Linked DNA regions of Zea mays: region 2 is linked to region 1. Evidence: chromatin contacts called from public Hi-C data. All regions are on one chromosome and are shown on one strand. The core of a region is the stretch at or near the end of the contact, and the rest is flanking DNA. Distances in the headings are between cores, read along the strand shown.

Region 1 (7,349 bases), core at 2,999-5,498:
CGGGCTGTTCGGGCGAGGGGCTCCGATCCTCCCCGCTATCGTAGCGTCCCCCACACCTGGGGTGGTAGCCTCGGCGCACCCTCTCGTTGAGGCGGGCTCGATGGTTGCGGTGGTGGTGCTCGTTGCCGAGGCGTCCCGGGGCTGCAGGCGCTGTGTTGCGCGTGCGCCCGGTGTGGACCAAGGCTTCCCGCACGAATCGGGAAGTCGCGGCGCGGTGCTCCGAGGGGTATCCCTGCCTTCGGGAGGCAGAGCTCTCGGCCCGTCGGACCGCGGCATCCTCCAGAAGATTCTTGAGCTCTCCCCGGATCCGCCGCCCTTCGGTGGTTGATGGTTCCGGCATCGCGCGGAGAAGTATCGCTGCTGCAGCCAGGTGCTGGCTGACCCCACTGGAAGCCGATGGCGGCCTTGCCCTGACGTCGTCGGCGATGCGGAGCTGGACACCCTGGGGTAGATGACGCGCTTCTCCGGCCGGAGCTTGGTCTACCCATTTCTGCCCGATGTTCCGGCGGAGCGGCTCAAGTGTTCCTGCCCCCTCGTCGAGCCTGGCCTGCATCTCGCGGATTTGCTCGAGCTGTGCGTCCTGACCCCCCGCAGGGACTGGGACCACAGCTAGCTCCCGAAGGATGTCAACGCGAGGCGCAGGCCTAGGGGGATCACCGTTTTCCGGTATACCAAGATGGTTGCCTTCGTCGGGACCCCCTAGATCGATGTGGAAACATTCACGACTTGGGCCGTTGTCTCCGTTGCCGAAGCTGTGGCTACCGTCGGAACAATCGGAAAGGCAGTAGTCACATGCGGTCATGAAGTCCCGCATGGCGCTGGGGTTACCGAGCCCGGAGAAATCCCAACCAAAGTCGGGCTCGTCATCTTCCTCGGAACCCAAGGGTCCGTAGGTCGAGACGGCCGTCAGCCGGTCCCAGGGTGACCGCACATGATACCCCGGAGGGCGGGTGCATGCCTCTATGAAGGCTTCCACCAAAGCGGGGTCGCTTGATGGGTCGAGGCCGAATCCAAAAGGCATGAGACGGGAGTCGGTCGATACTTCTTGGTCGACAGGTGGTGACGTTGTCACGTCAGGGGCGGACTGCGCCATCGTCTCAGGTACGAGGGTGACGCCCAGCAAGTCCTTCGCGAGCGTGCTGGCGTCGTCCGTCCGCTTGGAGTTGGCGTGTTGCGGGGAAACGGCGCTCGTCTTCGTCTCAGACGCGAGGTCGACGCCTGACGTGTCCCCCGTCGGGGCGCCGGCGCCGTCGACTCGCTCGACAGCCGATGAGGTGCCGCCTCCTGCTTGGCCATGGTTGCCCCGCCTCCTCCTCCGGCGGGGGAGGTGACGGGACAAACTCGGACGCCGTTCTTCTGCCTCGTGGGGAAGACATCGTCGATTCCGCCGCCGGCGGGCAGGTTGTCGGCCGCCATTGTCGCCGTTGTGCGGCGGAGGAAGGAGTATCATGTCGTAGCTGCCGTCGAGGGACATGAACTCAAGACTCCCGAAACGGAGCACCGTCCCGGGTTAGAAAGGTTGCTGGAGACTACCCATCTGGAGCTTGACGAGGATCTGTTTGTTAACACGCAGCAGGCCCCTACCTGGCGCGCCAACTGTCGGCATTTCGACCCCGGGGGGTCCCTGGACCGACGAGTGAATTGTCGCCGCGTGTCCCAGCCCAGATGGGTCGGCGCGAGACGGAGCACGAAAGGGGGCAGAAGAGAGGGGAATGCCCGCGGCCTCCGTGTTTGTCCTGCGCCCAGGTCGGGTGCGCTTGCAGTAGGGGGTTACAAGCGTCCGCGTGGGGGGAGAGCGAGGGACTCTACGCGTCGCCCCGTCCTCCCGCGCGGCCAACCTTATCGTAAGAGAGCCCTGGACCTTCCTTTTATAGGCGTAAGGAGAGGGTCCAGGTGTACAATGGGGGGTATAGCAGTGCGCTATCGTGTCTAGCAGAGAGGAGCTAGTGCCCTAAGTACATGCCGTCGTGGCAGCCAGAGAGGTTTTAGCACCCTGTTCATGTGATGTCGTGGCCGTTGGAGGAGCGTTGGAGCCTTGCGGAAGGACAGCTGTCTGGGCTGTCGAGTCCCTGCTGACGTCTCCTTGCTTCCGTAAGGGTTTGAGAGTCGCCATCGTCATGGAGCACGCGGGGCGCCATCATTATCTGTTTTTCGGGGCGAGCCAGATGGGACGCCGGTCCCGTTACCCGTAGCCTGAGCTAGCTAGGGATAGGGTAATGATGGCCCCCCTGTGACGTGGTCGGTCCGAGCCCTAGGTCGGGCGAGGCGGAGGCTCCTCCGAGGTCGGGGTCGAGTCGGTCTTCCGAGGTCGAGGTCGTGTCCAAGCCCTGGGTCGGGCGAGGCGGAGTTCGTCGTCTTTCGGGGCCGAGGCTGAGTCCGAGCCCTGGGTCGGGCGAGGCGGAGTTCGTCGTCTTCCGGGGCCGAGCCCGAGTCCGAGCCCTGGGTCGGGTGAGGCGGAGTTCGTCGTCTTCCGGGGCCGAGCCCGAGTCTGAGCCCTGGGTCGGGCGAGGCGGAGTTCGTCGTCTTCCGGGGCCAAGCCCGAGTCCGAGCCCTGGGGTCGGGCGAGGCGGAGTTCGCCGTCTTCCGGGGCTGAGCCCGAGTCCGAGTCCTGGGGTCGGGCGAGGCGGAGTTCGTCGTCTTCCGGGGCCGAGCCCGAGTCCGAGCCCTAGGGTCGGGCGAGGCGGAGTTTCCTATGGCGCCCGAGGCCGGACTTGGCTGCTGTCAGCCTCACTCTGTCGAGTGGCACAGCAGTCGGAGCGACGCAGGCGGCGCTGTGTTCTTGTCAGGCCGGTCGGTGGAGCGGCGAAGTGACTGCAGTCACTTTCGGCTCTGTCGACTGAAGGGCGCATGACAGGATAAGATGTCAGGCCATCCTTGCATTAAATGCTCCTGCGATTCGGTTGGTCGGTGTGGCGATCTGGCCAAGGTTGCTTCTTGGTGAAGACTGGGCCTCGGGCGAGCCGAAGGTGTGTACGTCACTTGAGGGGGTCCTCGGGCGAGATGTGAATCTTCCGGGGTCGGCTGCCTTTGCTCGAGGCTGGGCTCGGGCGAGGCGAGGTCGTGTCCCTTGAGTGGACCGAGCCTTGGCTTAATCGGACCCATCAGGCCTTTGCAGCTTAGTGCTGATGGGGGTTACCAGCTGAGATTAGGAGTCTTGGGGTATCCCTAATTATGGTCCCCGACAAGATTCAACCCATACCCCATCCCTGTTCGGGTATCAGGTCTACAATGAATCCACATCTCCGACAAAAAAGCATGGTCACATTCTAGAAAGTTCATCCACACGTATCAAGAAAAACATGATTGAATTTTATATGACATTAACAACCACACGACACCCCAACAACAATACATCACGAATAAAATCTAACATATAACAAGCAAAAAACATTGTTTACCCATACAAAACGACAAAAACAAAGTGACACATTCTAAAGATAGTAACTTAATCCTAACACATACATGTTTTCAAATTCAATCGGAGTATGAGAGATACAATTTTGCATCTTCTAATTTTAATGGGTGATTATTACCCTTGGGTAATCGGGTTTGGATTATGCTTCCATGTACCCATATGCACCCTATCCAATAGAGGAAGATTTTTCCCTAAGGGCTTGTTTGGTTAGGGATGGATTGAGGGATAAGAAGGGATTGGATAAGAAGAGATTTATAGAATGTTTGGTTTGAGGAATAAGGTATCATATCATCTTTTCACTTCTCACTTTGTTGTTTGGTTTGTGGAATGGAATGAATTGATCCATTGCTATTTCATTCCTAATAGGCTAATAATTAGTAATAATATGATAAATGAGTTCTTACAACAAATTTGTAGAATTGACTCATAATGCATCATCTCATTTAAAATAGGTTGATTCTTTAAAAACACCTCAATCTTTCTTAATCCCAACAAATCCCCACCGAACATAGACTAAATCTATACCGTGGAAATTAAAATATCTCTATATCTTAATCTTAGGGCTAATTTGGAAACCTCGTTTTTCTTTGAAAAATAGGAATCACTTTAAAAAATAGAGTTTGCAAACTAGGTCCTATTTTTTCCAAAGAATTTCTATTTTTCCAAGAAAAAATAGTTCATTTTTATTGGAAAAATAAAAATCTCTTAAAAGAATAGAGTTTCCAAACTAGTCATATTAGAAAAAAACTTTATGTATTAATGGGTACACCTCTAGAAATAGCATAATCTGTATACACAACCTCAAACCCAGAAGGCCAGCAGTGCGTGCGCCCTTTTCTTCGCTCACATTCATCCCGCGTGCTCTCTCTCTCTCTCTCTCTCGGGCCGTGGCGTCGAGTGGGCGACCGCCGCCACCCCCGTGCCGTGCGCTCTCTCTCTCTCTCTCGTGTCGACGGGTGGGTGGGCGACCGTAGGCCGCCGCCGCCGCCTAGGCCAGGTGCCCAGGTCGACCTTCAACAGCGACGAGCATCCACCAGGTATGCCCACCTCTTCTCTTTGCTTCCTGCTGTGTGAAACTGAGCCCCGAACCCTAATTTAAGCTATTTGTTCATTAGTATTTGAACTCGATCTAATTACAAGCTTATATATGCACTCCTTACAAAAACTGGAGTATTATTCCTACTAACTTCACTTTTTTGCAAAAATTATCGGGGTGCGTAGTGTGTACACCCATTTACTGAGTCCACTCTTAGGGTGTGAGTGTGTTTGTTTCTTTCCTAGATTATATAAGTTGGATTATGGTAGAAGGATAGAAAAATAAAATATCACTTTAGGACCACAAATAAGCTGAAATAAGTTAGTATTGGATAGCTTATTTTAGCTTATCTGTGATCCCAAAGTGATATTTTACTCTCTTAACCTTCCACCATAATCTAACTTATATAATCTAGGAGGGAAACAAATAGGGCCTTAGTAGCGAAGGAATTTCCTCAAGATCAAAAGTCCCTTGTCGAGACCAGTTATTGGACGATTAAATAGTTTTTTTTTCTCTCTCCGATATATTTCGGGAATTTAGCATGAGCTATTATTGAGCCTTGGCTACTCTGGGCTCTATATGCACACTGTTATGATGGGACCAAATTGGAGCCCAGTGATGATTAGTTAGTTTTCCTTGTCATTATTTATATTTAAATTTACACTTACTAAGTCATTGGTTGAACCATTTTGATAACTTCAGATTTCTACATGAGTGTGATCTTCCTATTGTGAATTCAGACGCAATCAAGTATGGCTTCAATGGCAATCATTAGGAGAAGGAAGTATTTCTTGGATCATGTTAACACACCTACCATTTCATCGTCTGCTTTCTTTACATTCCAACATGGAAGACTCGGTTTGGAGGTTGAGCCAAGAACAGAACAGCGATTTCTCGAGCATAGTTCTGGGGATTCCAAATGCGAGAAGGAGCAACACAATATGAATTTGATAAAAAAGGATCTACTAGGTCTTGGTAATGGGTTTTGGCAACGTCCATCTTATGTGATTTCTCTTTCTCATGGTGGATTTGGAAGGAATGAATTTAGATTGCCTCTGAGCCTGGGAGCTAGATCTTTGCTGCAGTCGGTCCGCACAGCATCAACTGCAACAGCAAGGCAGCCTAAGATGGATACAGATGATGAACAGAGCGAGGACCACAAGCAAAATAAAAGGAAAAAGGAGGCATCCCCAGAAGAATGTGATCAGGCTGTGGAAGGCCTCAGCACTGCAAAAGCTAAGGCTAAAGCTAAACAGGTACAAGAATCTCTGAAGGTTGGCCAATCAATTATACAGAAATTTTGGGCAAGAGTCCTGGGTGTGGGCCCTGCTCTTCGTGCTGTTGCTTCAATGAGCAGGTCTGTATTCTTTTTCTTTCCTACCTCAATGCATGGTTATATAAGTATATAACATGAATGATTGGTCTGTTTTTCTGTAACTTACAAAACATTTTTTATTTGTTTGTTAAGGGCTGATTGGGCAGCAAAACTTAAGCATTGGAAGGATGAATTCGTTTGTACACTGCAGCATTACTGGTTAGGGACAAAACTACTCTGGGCAGATGTTAGGATCTCATCAAGATTGCTGGTGAAACTTGCTGGGGGGAAGAGCCTTTCAAGAAGAGAGAGGCAACAGCTGACACGCACAACAGCAGATATCTTCAGGCTGGTTCCGTTTGCTGTGTTCATCATTGTTCCATTCATGGAATTCTTACTGCCAGTCTTCCTCAAGTTATTTCCAAACATGCTTCCATCAACTTTCCAGGACAAAATGAAGGAAGAGGTATGGTCTTGACTATTTGTAAGTTGCAACTACCTGAAATTATGTTGCTTATTAGTTGCCATGTGTCCCTGCAAGTGGAATACTACCATATGCATAAGTCAGGAAACATATCTAGTTAACTATTAATAATTATTTGGATTGATTAGCATACCCTGCTGTTGCCATTTTTATGGAAACCACCAGCACTATCATGGATTCATAGTACAATCTGATTGGCTCACGGGTGCTTCTTTTTCCTGTACAGGAAGCATTAAAAAGGAAATTGAAAGCAAGGATGGAGTATGCAAAATTTTTGCAAGATACCGCAAAAGAAATGGCAAAGGAAGTTCAAACATCTCGTAGCGGAGAAACAAAACAAACAGCTGAAGATCTGGACGAATTTTTGAATAAGGTATAAGTTTCTTTGTGTGCTCTGCTGTCTCTGGAATAACTACTTTCTCTATTATTGTTTGGATAACGAGCCTTAATTGTGATCAGGTTAGGAGAGGTGGACGTGTCTCTAATGATGAAATCTTGAATTTTGCAAAGCTATTCAATGATGAACTTACTCTGGATAACATGAACAGGTTAGGCATTCCTTTAGTATATGTATACATTCATAGTCACAATTACACTAGTGACTAAACAGTTGGTTGGCACTATCCTGCAGACCACGCTTGGTAAATATGTGCAAATATATGGGTATCCGGCCTTTTGGTACAGATCACTACATGAGGTTCATGCTTCGCAAAAAACTTCAGGAGTAAGTATTTAAATGAAGAGCTTAACCCAATGCTAAGTATCTATAATAGAATTGGTTAATTTTGTATATCAAACAGTGATGGAAACTTGTGGTTAATACTACCTTATAGAAAGCTCACCTAGTCAATTATGAAAATAGAAAGTTTTGATTCTAGTTAGTTGGACTACTAATAGTAAAATATATCCATTACTTTCAAGTAAAGACTTTGCAATGGGATGTGTTTCTGGTGTCGTGTAACTTAGCAGATATTTGGTATCATCTTCATTGTGTTTCTATTTAACTCTCCATGCCACATTGGTTTTTTGTTAGTCAAATAGTACTTTAGGTTCAGGACCTAGATTTGCTTCAAGACTTCTTTCTTCAGTTTAGTTGCTA
Region 2 (7,349 bases), core at 2,036-4,535, 930 kb before region 1:
CATTGGCCTAGAGGCCATAAACACAGGTGAGCCACCAAACGTGATCAGCAGAAAAGTGAAACTGGACAGAGACGCTGAAGGAATCCACTCTGTGGACTCCAGAGTAACCAATATGATGTCGCCAGGCAATCAGAACTCCACCAGCACTCCCAACCGCCAGCAGGGTGACAACCATATCAAAGTCAGAGCCTAGCGAAGAGAGAATAACCCCTCGAGACAGATCAGCCATTTTTGTTTCTTGTAAACACACGATATCAGCTCGCGAGGAATCAACTAGATTGCGGACTGCATCCTGCCGAGCCCTAGAATTTAGACCCCACACATTCCAACACAATAAATTGGAAGGATTCATTATAACCAACAATTTCAGTGACCCGGAGAGCCAAAAACCCTAAACCAGATCAGTCTGGAGGCACACATCCTCAGATGGAGCCCACCCAAACAGCGCTACTAAGGCTTGAATGTGAGACTCTGAAAGTGGTTGATTAAACAGTTGAGCATAATCATCAAGAGCCTGTCGGTCTAAACCTTCATTATCACCATTAATATCCAACGATCTCATCACCCTCTTGCGGACCCTCGTCGATTCCTTGAGAAAAGACCGCTCAGGCTTGAATCCAGCGATCCTACGGCTGCGGCAAGGGGGTGCAGCCGGCAAGCGCATAGGAGTCCTGGCAGGCACAGGGATAGCGAGGATGGCAGACGTCTTCTGCCGGAGCTTTGACATGAAGCGAGACTATCTCGGGGAGGGCTGTCTTGGTGACACAGCAGCACCACCTGAGATGAACCGCGCAGGACGACGGGGAGCGTCTTGAGTAAACTCGAGGAAAAGCAGTCCCACCAAGCCCTTTCTAGTTGAACAACTAGTCGCTTCTAACAGGCTGACAACAACTATGTCCATCCCATACCACCACAACCTCTATATACTAAGACAGCCTCCTCTGGCTTTGACCTAGCTGCCAGCTGAAATGAGGAGGAAACAGGAAAATACATTGACTTTTCATGAAGCTTACTGAGACAGCCAAATTGGCTAGGCAATAGTGCAATAAGCTGCCTTGAGACGACTAGTTGATGCTTAGTCACAATTTACAATTAAACGGCAATTGCCTTCCACTGGGTGAACACTATGTTGCACTTACGAAACCTGTACCATGCAACAAGAAAATAACAATAAAATAAAAGGGCTTGATCTATGCACATCCTGGATCTAGCAAGCCATAAGCCCCCAATTGAAGTTAAATTTATTTGCTATCTTGTTGGAAAGCCATATTTCAATCAACGAGTTAGCATGAAACTCCTTGAGCTTCTACTAGGTCCCAAAACCCACCACAGAAACTGAAAAATCCTTGTGGCTAACAGAACATGTTGGAAACTGGGGCCGGTTGACTGCAGAAATTAACTAAAGAAAAATTGAAAGAGAATGGAATTGGACTGAGAACTGGCTAGTGGCTATTGACCACCAGTTATGTGTTCAGCACCAAGATATGGGAAATTTTGAAGAGGCTTTTGAATCCTAAATTTATCCAAGAAAATTAACTTTCCAGGTTATTGTTCCAGAAACATTACAGTCAATTCCCCTGTCCAAAGGCATAAATCCTCAACAATGTTTACAAGGCTGTCCAAATATCATTAAAAAGCACATTTGCTCTAGGACATAAGAGGTAGATGAAACTTGAAAGCAGTATTTCTGGGCCATAACAAAATTAGTAATGAACTAAATTCTGTATTACAGCCCCAAAACCACGAATTTATCATAGAGCACATTACAAGATGATCTATGACACGAAAACACAATAAAGATAAAGCATCTTGCAATTACTTTGCGCAATATTTTGGCCATCGTATACTGCCTATCACCATTTCTTTCGTGCCCATAATGCAAGGACAATATGGCCCTATAAAGATATCATGTTTTGAATGTTACATGCTTGATGCTTCTATATAATGAATTGAACAGCAATTCCACATATATTATTTGGCCGCTTACTCGTTTTGCTAATTAGGTTTTGAATACAGGAAGAGTTCGGGAATCAGCACTTTTGTGTTATAACATATATAACCTTAAACCATTGTAAAAAAGTTGAAAGGGTCATAAGTTTGTACCTTGATAGTCATCAGCTTTCAGACTGTTAGCCCACATACCTGCAAGATTGATAGGACAGAAACTAGCATGGTAAATGATGATGTGACAGAGCCTTCTATACACAGGTATATACATGAAAGGTAGAACGAGAAGAAAAAATATAACAAACGACAAATAGATGAAACATCTAATTTAAAGGTCAAAGCAATTCCCATCTAGTATATTTTTTACCTTGTACAACTGACTGTTAAATAAAACTTGGATATACTTTATAACCAGGGTGGAGCCAGAAATGGATATGCCTCAAAGGCTTATCTAGTGCTAGGCAGTCTTAAATCCTTTGAAAACCTTAGACATCTCTACATTTTTTTAGTGGGTTCTATTGCTCTCGGTTAAACTGCCTTAGACTAGGATAAAATCCCAGGCAGCCTGGGGCTTTGCTCCATCACTGTGTATAACACCCTAGATAACATGGATTACATGATCCACATGGATCATTTTCAGAGACAAAACTAGATGGTCGCTGGCTTGTTTCAAGTATTACAAGCTAAGTGAATAAAATGAGGCATTTGAACCATTCAGGATTCAGCAGCTAACAAGTAACAACGAGCGTTCAGAGGTTCATAGATTAACCATGCCCCTCAACTGGCAACCATGATTCATCATGGTTTTTTGTTCAAAAACCATGATTCATTATGGCCATAAGCTGAAAAAATAACTACTCTCCCCAGCTCAAACTACAAAACCGTTGTGCGCTTGCACTGTCCCTTGGCAGCAATATCTAAAAGGAAATTCACAAGTTATCATGGTGATCAGCGGTCAAACATCATCTGCGTGACGCGTCAAGATGCTAGAGCCAACAAGCGATTCAACGCTATAATAGAACCCACGGGCGATTCCACGCGCTACAAAGCTTGAGGGCCCGATACAGGTCGAAGCAGAGCGAATCAGTTTCATCGGACGGGGGGTTCGGAAATCGGTACCGTGGGAGATGCTCGTGGGCCCGGAGGATCGGCAGTAGCCGCAGGTAGTGCGGCGCCGGCCGTAGTCAATCACCACCGACTCACCCCCGTTCTGCGCCCCGCCGCTGCTGCTGGCGCCGTCGGCCATCGCGCGGTGGCTGCGTGCCTTGTCGCCGCGCCGGAGCGACGAGGACGAGTCAGCTGTTAGAAGGCTCGGGCGATGCGGCCGGGCGAATCAGCTGCTGGGTTTGGGTGTGCTGGATCTGGATGGTCCGTAGGACTAGCTGAAATAGGTCTCGGCCACTCGCATCTCTGCATCTTCGTCGACATTTGCTTTTGTTTTTATTGTTTTTGACAGAAAATTATAATTGGATATTTTTAGGACAACTATAATAGGATTAGGATGATGTAAGCAGATGACGCCCTATTTAGAGAGAGACGGTACTTTTCTAGTAACGATGTGGTATTTGAAGTTTCGTATGCCAATAGTTGTTTGGTAGGCCATTTAAAAATCATAGTATATAAAACATTGATTTTGTCAATATCATTGTGTTTTTAGAGTACGTATGCCAATAGTTGTTTGGTAGACCATTTAAAAATCATAGTATATAAAACATTGATTTTGTCAATATCATCGTGTTTTTAGAGTACGAGAAATTTTGATTTAGACTAAAATTTTCACTGTGGCGCGAAGGGACCCATGTGGCGCGCACTTTTTCCATGTGAACAACTTGATGTGATCTTAATTCGGCTGGGGTTGTATCTTCTACGTTATTTTTTCTTTATAGATTGCAGTTACATCAGTCCTAATAAATTATTTTAATTATATGATAGCCAATCAATCACTTTTGAATGGAACTTGATAACATCAAAAAACTACGGCACCATTGTTGTACAAAATTATGGTTATGATATGGCAATTATTAGACTATGGTATTAAAAAATGTTTTCAAAGAAAATGTGTTTCCAAACAAGGACTAAATGGTTTGCTATATCAGATTTTTACCAAGTTGAAAGAGAGAAGAGAAGAGAAGAGAAGAGAAGAAGAGCACTACTAATTATGAGCCATTAATAGCTAGTTGTTGTACATATTCTAAAATACATATGGATTAGTAATAATTGGTCAACATTTTTTTGGCCAACACAATAGCCAACTAATTATATGTCATGACTATATAGTTAGCTATATAAGGCATATCAACGGCTTACGACAGGTAGCTAGCTAAATCATTAGCCTTGCTCTAAGAAGTTTTGAGATATTTATGTAAACATTAATGTATATATTTCATTTATCTTAATACTCATATTTAGGGCCTCTTTGTTTCAGATTATAATCTACCCAAATTATATAATCTAACTTAAATAATTTAGATGAGAAACAAACTGACAAATTATTATACTAGATGATATATTCTGGAGGCCGAATTATCATAACTTGGTTAAGAGGTGCTTACTTGAGATTATTTTTAGCAAAAAAACTCATTGTTGATATCAGTTTCAGGAGAAATTGCCCAGCATTACCGCTCTTTCAAAAAAAGCATTTTATTTATTTTTCCTTGCTCCTGCTGTCGGTGTTTGGGAACAGACCCTCATGGTGCTTTTGGGTAGGATGGTGCTGTTGACTGTAACTCAATAATTCGTGCAAGACGCACGAGAGATGACGAGCGATCTTTCTACAGGTTTGGGCCACTTGAAGATGCGTAACACCCTACTTCCTGGTGTGGATCTTTATGTGGTAGGTTACAAAGGAAATCTCTAGTATGGAGGAAACTAGTGAGCTTCGTAGGTGGTTGATGAGTGACTTGGAAATGAAGGGGTACCCCTGGGCCTTATATACTCGGCCGTGGGGCATTATATGCGTGTATGATGATGACGTATCTCTAAGTAATAGTGAACTAATTGAACTTATCTTTCCATAATCTTGTCATCTTATCCTTATTTGGTTTCGACGTCCACGGGTGCTGCGCGGGAAAATCGGGTCGGCGCTGTGGATATAGATGGCCAATAAGCACGAGGCCCGTGAGCCCGGCACGAAGCCCGCTTTTTGGGCCCGGTCCGAGCCCGGCACGGTACGAATAAGCGGGCGGGCTTGGACAGGAAACTAGGCACGGCGGGCTAGCCCGGCACGACCCGTTTACCTCTAAGCCCGTTAAACCTGTTTTTTTACACTAAAATGTACTTACCGGCCCATTTAGCTCGCTTTTCGGCACGTTTTTTCGTGCTAAACGGGCCGGCCCGACCCGTTTAGGCCCGCTGCGGGCCGGCCTTGGATAGAAAGCCCGCGGGCTTAGCAGGCCCGGCCCGGTTTTCGTCCGGGCTTCACCGGGCCCGGGCCGGCCCGGGCCGGACGGCCCGTTTGGCCATCTCTAGCTGTGGATAGCGCTTAAATCCAATGAGCCGCTTGGGCCCGAGCCTACTTGTTCCCCGCATCGGCCTATTCTGCCAGCAGTTCTTCCATGGCCCACGAGGGGGCGACCTTGCGAGACAACAGGCCCGAAGCCTTTCGCGAGGCCTTTTTACCTTCTAGTGGACCCAGGGGATATCCGTCCCCCACACCCCAATCTTTGAGTTGGTTTTGGAATAATCAGCCCAAAGATTCTAGGTCCAGCTTACGATTCCGTGGCTTGATTTTCATTTTGATGATGGGTGCTCCGAAGGTGCACTCGTTTGGACGTTGCTTCTGAACTCTGAGTGACTCAGTAAAAAACAACCTTCTGTTGTCCTCCTTTGGTGCATTTAAAGGTCTTCATGCCTTAGAAATCGGCGCTCTGTCATCAACCTATGCTTTAGAGATCATCATTTTGTCTTTTGGAATTAAAAACTTATTGGGCGCACCGGAGGTACACCCAATGAGTGTAGCCCCCGAGCTTTGAGTGGATTTTTAAAAATAATCCACTTAAAGATCTTCGTCTTATGCTTTTTAGAAATCAGCATTTTATCTTCACCTCATGCTTTAGAACTCAGCATTTTATCTCCACCTTCTGCTTTAAAACTCAGCATTTTATCTCCACCTCATGCTTTAGAAATCAGCATTTTATCTTCACCTCAGCATTTTTGCTTCCTTCATGCTCTTGTGAATTCAAACAATGTGGTCTGCCCATGCCCTGTTAGGTTTGAAATTTATTTGCTCGGTGACGGATTGGACGTCTGGTAGATGTCTCTTGGCTGGTCTTCGCCTTGCTCTATGCTTTAATGCTTCTCCTGACTAGACTTGTAGTTCAGTAGCTATATTTGGATTTTCTTTGATCTCTACCGATAAATTCCTTCTCCCTCAATACATTCATTGTATATACTGTATGGATGTGACTTGTCCAGAAAATCTATTGAAAATTCCTGGTCGTCCCCCCAATGGGTGTGACCAAGGGACGTCTTGGTACGCAAAGCGTTTAGCACACTGTCTTGGAGTAGTAACTTGACGTGACCGTGGGGCATAATCATATCGCCTGAGCAGTTGACCTTAGTCCAAATGGTGTCGTGTTACGCGAAGCGGTGTCTGTTGCCTGACTCGTTTTTAGGCGGCTTGAATTGCTTATTGAATGTTTGTGACTATTCAGCGGGCGTGGTAGGAAGTGGACGGTCACTCATGTCCTCTATAAATAGCCTGCTTTGCGCCGTTGTTCTCTTCACCTTCCTTCGATCATCCATTTCTTATTTTCCGACTCCTTCTTCTCCTCTGTTCGATCATGAGCAAGGACAAGAAGGGCCAAGGTTTGCCATGTCGCTCCAGCGACAAGCGGAAGCGCGAGCCGAGTCCTCCCTTGGAGGACTTCGGTGACTCTGAGTACTCGGAGGAGTTTTCCTCTAAATCCGAGGGGTCACCGAAGTACGCTTCCCCCCTGGCGTCGTCCGACGACTTGGACGACTCCCAGGGGATAGCTGCCGAGGTGTGGACGTACATCCGGTCCATCGAGCGCGCCGGGCTCAAGGGCTCGGATGAGTCAGAAGTCTCCTCAAACGAGGGGAACTCTTCTGACTCGTCCGAGAAAGGAAGCAGCGGCAACGGCGACGACGAAGGTGACGGCAGTGGCGGCCACAGCAACGGAGGTGGCGGTGGCGACGACGGCAACGACGATGGCGGCGAGGGCAGCAACGGTGACGGCGACGGTGGCGGCAAGGGCAGCGGCGGCAAGGTCAGTGGCAAAGCGCCACTGGCTTAAATATTAGTATGAATAGTTAGTAGCAGTAGTAGTGTCGGCGTTTCGAGACCGGGGGGTCCCTGAGCCGACGAGTGAAGTGTCGCCGCGTGCCCCAGCCCAGATGGGTCGACGTGAGGCCGAGCGCGAAGGGGGGAAAGCGAGGAGGCC

Evidence for each region. Hi-C and Micro-C count contacts between places; a contact is called where the count stands out from the background.
Region 2: a contact with region 1 is called in a Hi-C map of leaf, with 2.8 times the contacts expected there. The contact joins the promoter of LOC100383012 here to the promoter of LOC100501079 in region 1. A contact is called at or near these places in 3 of 25 Hi-C or Micro-C datasets (ear, leaf and tassel).

The regions. Positions count from the first base shown.
Region 1 is chr8:99,355,997-99,363,345 of Zm-B73-REFERENCE-NAM-5.0, reverse strand. It overlaps LOC100501079 (LETM1-like protein), which reads left to right and starts at 4,248. Exons shown (of 15, transcript NM_001195906.1): 1 at 4,248-4,452; 2 at 5,192-5,808; 3 at 5,920-6,232; 4 at 6,477-6,623; 5 at 6,710-6,798; 6 at 6,882-6,974. The coding sequence starts at 5,204.
Region 2 is chr8:100,281,048-100,288,396 of Zm-B73-REFERENCE-NAM-5.0, reverse strand. It overlaps LOC100383012 (putative arginine-tRNA protein transferase family protein), which reads right to left and starts at 3,285. Exons shown (of 6, transcript NM_001175691.1): 1 at 3,067-3,285; 2 at 2,104-2,142. The coding sequence starts at 3,193.